Linked DNA regions of Zea mays: region 2 is linked to region 1. A link is a contact called in public Hi-C data. All regions are on one chromosome and are shown on one strand. The core of a region is the stretch at or near the end of the contact, and the rest is flanking DNA. Distances in the headings are between cores, read along the strand shown. Region 1 holds the start of LOC100384671. Region 2 holds the start of LOC100501378 (U-box domain-containing protein 4).

The links. Hi-C and Micro-C count contacts between places; a contact is called where the count stands out from the background.
Region 2: a Hi-C map of leaf shows a contact between it and region 1, with 9 times the contacts expected there. The contact joins the promoter of LOC100501378 here to the promoter of LOC100384671 in region 1. A contact is called at or near these places in 5 of 25 Hi-C or Micro-C datasets (bundle sheath, ear, leaf and 2 more).

Annotation. Positions count from the first base shown.
Region 1 is chr6:7,868,848-7,871,686 of Zm-B73-REFERENCE-NAM-5.0, reverse strand. LOC100384671 reads right to left here and starts at 1,441. Exons shown (of 1, transcript NM_001357546.1): 1 at 1-1,441. The coding sequence starts at 1,340.
Region 2 is chr6:8,161,423-8,164,277 of Zm-B73-REFERENCE-NAM-5.0, reverse strand. LOC100501378 (U-box domain-containing protein 4) reads right to left here and starts at 1,458. Exons shown (of 5, transcript XM_008650141.4): 1 at 1,051-1,458.

The sequences.
Region 1 (2,839 bases), core at 192-2,691:
GTCTTCTTCTTCTTGTCCGGCTTCCTGTAAGCCACGAGGTAGAGCGCCACCGCAGCCGCCGCGAGTACCGCGGCGCCGACGCCGACCGCGACGGCCAGGGTCTTGGCCTTCTTCTTCCCGGCGTCGCCTCCGGCTGCCGGTCCCGCCCTGCCGTTGGCAATGAGGATCCTGGACGCGTTCAGCGGCGTCGCGCAGGCCCGGCAGACGGCGAGCTCCTCGCCGCCCTCGGCGCCGCCGGTGCCGCAGAGCGCGCCGGAGCCCGAGATGATGTCGCAGGGGCAGCTCTTCTTGCGCGCGCACGCGCCGGGCATGGTGCTGTTGTAGACTAGGCTACCGCCGGCGCCGAAGCGGTCGCTCCTCCCCCAGCACGCGACGGAGTAGTTGCTGTTGAGGATGCCGCACACCGCGTCGCCGTCGGCCTCGATGGCCAGGAAATCCGCGGTCCTGTACTGGTCCGGCACCTGGACGGCGCCCCAGCACCGGACCCTGCCGCTGCCGGAGAGGATGCAGGTCGTGCCGTTGCCGAGCGCCATGGCCAACATGTCGTCCGGCAGCTCGTGTGCCGGCACCTCGGGGACGTCGCCGTCGCCGTCGCCCCAGCAGGCGAAGCCGCCCTCCGCGTCGACGGCGCACGCGTGGCGGTGGCCGGCGGCGACGGTCCTCAAGGGCGCGGGGTCGGGCGCGAGCGACGGCGCCGCCATGGCGCCGTAGCAGCTCATGCTGGTGTTGTCGAGCTTGTCGATGCCGCAGAGGAAGTCGTGGCCCAGCGCGATGCGGGAGAAGTCGAGGCCTTTGGGCAGGTCCAGGTGCGGCCACTCCCAGCAGGTGGGGTCGTGGTCGTCGGAGAGGCCGCAGACGTGGGATCCGCCGGCGCTGAGCGAGCGCAGCGACGGGCCCCAGTAGAGGCGGCGCCCCACGGGGCGGGATCGGTTGGCGGCGAACTCCTCGGTGAAGGACCACCAGCGCATGGCGGCGTGGCCGCCGAGCGGCGCCATGAGGCCGCAGAGGAAGTCGGTCCCGGCCGCGATCGCGTTGTAGGGGATGTCGGCGGAGGGGTACACGAACTGCTCGCCGTCGGGGAGCGACGTGCAGCGCAGCTGCTTGGAGCCCGGCGACCCCGCGTCGTCATCGGCGGCGGCGGTGACGAGGGCGCAGACGAGCGTGGCGTTGGGCGCGTGCGAGATGGCGACCGTGGAGAACTGCCGCGCCGCCGAGCAGACGTCGGCGACCAGGAGGACGGCGACGAGGAGGGAAAGAAAAAGCCTCGTGGTGGTGGTGGTGGTTCTTAGCTGGAAAAGACGGCGGTGGCCGGCCGCATGGTCATGGCAAGACATTGGCATCCGGAGGGAGAAGACGACATGAGCGCGCGGTGAACGGCGATGGCACGCGAGAGCGAGGAGGAATCGGGAATCGAGGAGGGGAGAGTGGGTGGGTGCTGCTGCTGCCGCCGCTGCCTTGGGCTTTGCTTGGATTTGGCTTTTTGTTTCTTTCTAGTAGGTGGGGTGGTGGGCCGCGTTGGAGGGAAAGAAACGCGGTTCCGTTGAACTTTTCTAGCGTTATACCTTTTCTTTCTTTCTTTCAAAATGTTGGTTCCGTAGAAAGGTTTGGACATAGCCTTGGCCGCCTCAGCAGATTCTGAAGGCCCCGTCCTTCCAATATCACTTCATATCATGCACCTGACGTGCAAACATTGAAACCAATGTTATTCGAATGATGTTAAATAGAAATAATATGCCATGCATCTCACAAATTGTCAAAAAAAAAAGAAGGAAAGGAAAGAAATTAAGGAGCAAAAGCATCCTCGTTCCTTAGCCGCAGTAGGACTCAGACAAAGTTATGAAAATTGCCATAGGACCCAACGCAACTACTGTCGTCTTGCTTGGACAGTGGTGATAAAAAGAATCACTAAAGTCAACTCTAAAAAGAAAATGATCAATTCCGTCATACTTTGATTAGATTGCTGACCCAAGAATCCTAGTTTAAAATGCAGATCTAGGTTGGTACTTGGGCAGCAATAAGGTTATCATACCTTCCAATCCTTAGATAGCCCCACAACTGTCTTTCCATAAGCAATGGAAAAAATTAAGCATTTTAGCTTTCCTCCTATCTTCGCCAAAAGCATCCATCCTAAAATGGAAACACTAAACTTAATTCAACTCCATAATCTCGGCCTCAGCATGGTCTCGAGCGACGTCTCGCTGTAGAGCAACTATCTGTGTGTTGACGCCTTTTTGGAGGCGCCAATCACTTCAAAAGAACCGGCGGCGGTGCTCTCTGGTCAGGCGCGGACGGTCAGCGGCACAGGGCCGGACGGTCCGCGACCTGGCGTGAGGCGGCGGTTGTAACACCCCTGGTGTTACGATTACTAAAACTCTGACATGTCATCATCAGCATTTGCATTAACTTGCTTGATACACTTAGAATGCATTCACTAGGATCCAAAATAATCTAAGTATGATGTTGTGATTAATGAAGAGTGAAGGACCTGGTTTTGAAAATCTCAGTTTAGAGCTCCAAAAGTGGAACTTGTGATTTGGCAATAATTTGCCAAAAGGTCAAATTACCAAATTTATAGAGTTCTCCAACCCAAACAACTTTCAGGTATAGAGATTTCCATGTTTTATAGGAAGAAGTGGAGAAAACTCAAAAATTAACTTTTTGGACCTAAGGTTGGATGGCTGGAAACAATATCAAGTAGTTGTCTTTGAATCTTCATAACTTTTGATATATAGGCAATTTGAAGATGGTCACAGTAGCAAAGCTGTAGAGCTACACTAGATGTGTAAATTTGTTTAAGCTACGTAACCCTAAATTCATATGGAACTAGGTGGAAACTGGT
Region 2 (2,855 bases), core at 209-2,708, 290 kb before region 1:
TCCACCTGCATCGTGACATCCCTTTTTGATCCACAATAATGTAGAATATGCATATCCGCCAATCTAGATGTTGACTGATAGCGTGTGTGATGTGCATAAAAATGACAACAAAAAAATTGTAGGCTCTGTGTGTGCTGACTCTGAACATAGAAAGGTAAGGGTGTGAATGAAGAATAAACAGAGAATGTTTGTCCTAACTTTATGTTTTAGTGATCCCAGTTAGCTTTCCTTTTCCTGATTCATCAGCGTGCCGTAAAGGTCGAAATGGCCATTACGGTTCCACGGTATGCTGGAGACAACACTGTGTACCGTTACGCGCGAATGCAACAGAATCTAGGCCGGGACGAAGCCGGGGCATAGGTAACCGACAACGATTGAATTGAGCAGCAGATGTCATGAGTACGGCAGCTAGCGCGAGTAATAACGGCTCCGAAAGGAGTGGGGTGGGGGGACATGTGGCGTATGCAGTATTGCAATTGCAGGAAGCAACGGTCAGCAGCGGTGTTGCTGCAGTGGCGGCAAGGGCCAAAGCAGTAGCTGAATTGGTCGTGATAATAAGCTAATAGTTTTAAATGCTAACATCATAGTTAACCTAGGATTTGAATACGAGGCGTAGGGAAGGAAGGTTTTGAGCAGCTAAGTACTCGTACGTCCCTACCTTCCTCGCTAAGAACATGGCATCTCAGTGATGGAGGCAGGCGGGAAGCAAAGCAACCTATTTGGACGCGGGGGGAGCGCGCCAAATGCTGGGCCGCGGCTGGAACGGCGCTGGGCGGGGCTCCGGCCCCGTGCTGAGGCGAAGGGAGGGCGCGGGAATGGGGTTTGCTGGGGGGAGATTCTGGGCCGGGGCGCGGACCTCTAGGGGACCGGTAGGGTGGACGGAAGGAGCGAGCGGGAGGAAGCAAAAGCATGGGGGGAGAGGGACGGAGGGAAGCGATGATCCGCGCGGGTGACGGCGAAGTAACCCTAGCGAGCGAGCGAGCGGGCGGGCGGGATTGAGGGGGAGCGGGGTTTGAGGAGCGGGGAGAGGAGGGGAGGGTGGAGACTCACCTGACCTGACCTGGAGTCGTGTGTCGGCGACGGCGGTGGGGACGGAGGAGATCCGGGGGCGGATGGACGGCGGTGGGCCTGGTCGGAGGGATCCCTTTCCCCTCTCTGTCTGTCTGTCTGTCTCTCCTCTCGTCCGGCGACGCGCAGCGGAGGCGACAGGCGAGGAGCTGACGATGAGACTCGACTACGCGAAGGCGAGGGCGAGAAGAGGAGAGAGAAGGGGGAGAACTCGTCGCCGAGGACGAGGAGAGCCAGAGGGTGGTGGAGTGGTTGGGCTCGGCAGGCACGGCACGGGTTTGGTGGGCCTGGCCTGCTTCGTTGCACTGGATTGGTCCAGGCAAACAAGCGAGAAAGAGAGAGAGGGACAGGGTGGCAGCCACCCAACCAAACCAAACCCAAGCAATGACGCGGTCGCCGGTCGGGGTGGAGCCTTGTTCGCCGTCGCCGACGACTGTTCCGTTCCGTCGACTAGGAACGTTGACCTGTGCGTCAAAGCAATAGTAGTATAGTTTGTTTGCTGGGCCAACAAGTATAAGGCCGAGTCGGCCTTCGATGGAGTTGCGCCGGCCCGCCACGCCCACACCAACCAGACGACCCCAGCCGTCTGTCTGCTGGCTGAAGTTGACGGCCGGTAGCTAGCTAGCAATTAAGCCAGAGTTGGGCAGCTAGCTAGCTTGGATCCTGGAGTGCTGCCGCATCGTATCGCATCGCATGCAACAGGAAACAACTAGCTGTTGGCGTATCCTGCTTCTGCAAGATGAGACGCGAACGGTGCTTTGTCTGATGGGTCAAGGTCGTTCCGTGTACCGGGAAGACGAAGACGACGACGGGTGACTGTGGCGGCCTGCCACGCGCACCAATGCAAGCAACGAGAAGAAGAAGAAGAAGAAGACGAGGACGAGTGGACGACGACTCGGTCTGGGTGAGGGCAGGGTCAGAGTAGTCTCCTGTTTGCAGCTGCGTGCGAATGGTCCTTCGTGGCCCTGACCGACGACTGACTACACTACGTCGACGCGGCAGGCATGCGACTGCCGACTTCGACTGCGACTGCGTTTGGGAGCAGAGCAGGAGCAGCAGCTGATTGCTTGATTCATTCAATCATCCGACAACGTTTATAGTCATCATCATCAGAGCATGATGCATGGCATGGCATCTGATACGATTCGCAGGCAGGGGAGACAGCCAAGCCAATGCATGGATAATGCAAGAATCCTATATATATTTCCATGCATGCATGTGCCCGCCAACGATGCATGCATTGCATTCCACGTCGACCGGATGCATTGCTGGACGCGCGCGTGATGAAGGCGGCGCAAAACAATGCCGCCGCAAAAGCGGCGGCGCCCGGCCCCACTCCACCGTCGCGGACGCGGTGGCGCCGTCACATGACGACGCCCACGCACCTAGGCAAAACGCATCCACCGCCTCGGCGGCACGTGCTCGCCTCGCCGTCCACAGCCACGCGGCCACGCCCCCCCTCTAGCCTCGCGTCCGCCGGCGGTCGACGCTCGCCGTCCACGGCCACGCCTCCCCCGCGCGCTCACCAATACCATGAGCATGAGGATCGGCTGCACCTGCTTGCCCCGAGGCCGGTCCAGCAGCGGTCAAGTGGAGCCGCACAAAAGCACTCACGCGCGGGGCACCGCCTGTACAAACTCCGATGCTGCCCCCACTCTCTTCGTTCCTCTTCCTCCTTGTGCCCAAGCCGGCCTTGTTGCATTCACAAAGGTCTGCTTACATGGAAATGGCTGAGAGCCAGATCGTAGTGTGTGTAATATCCTATGTTTTCTTGCCACCCACCGATA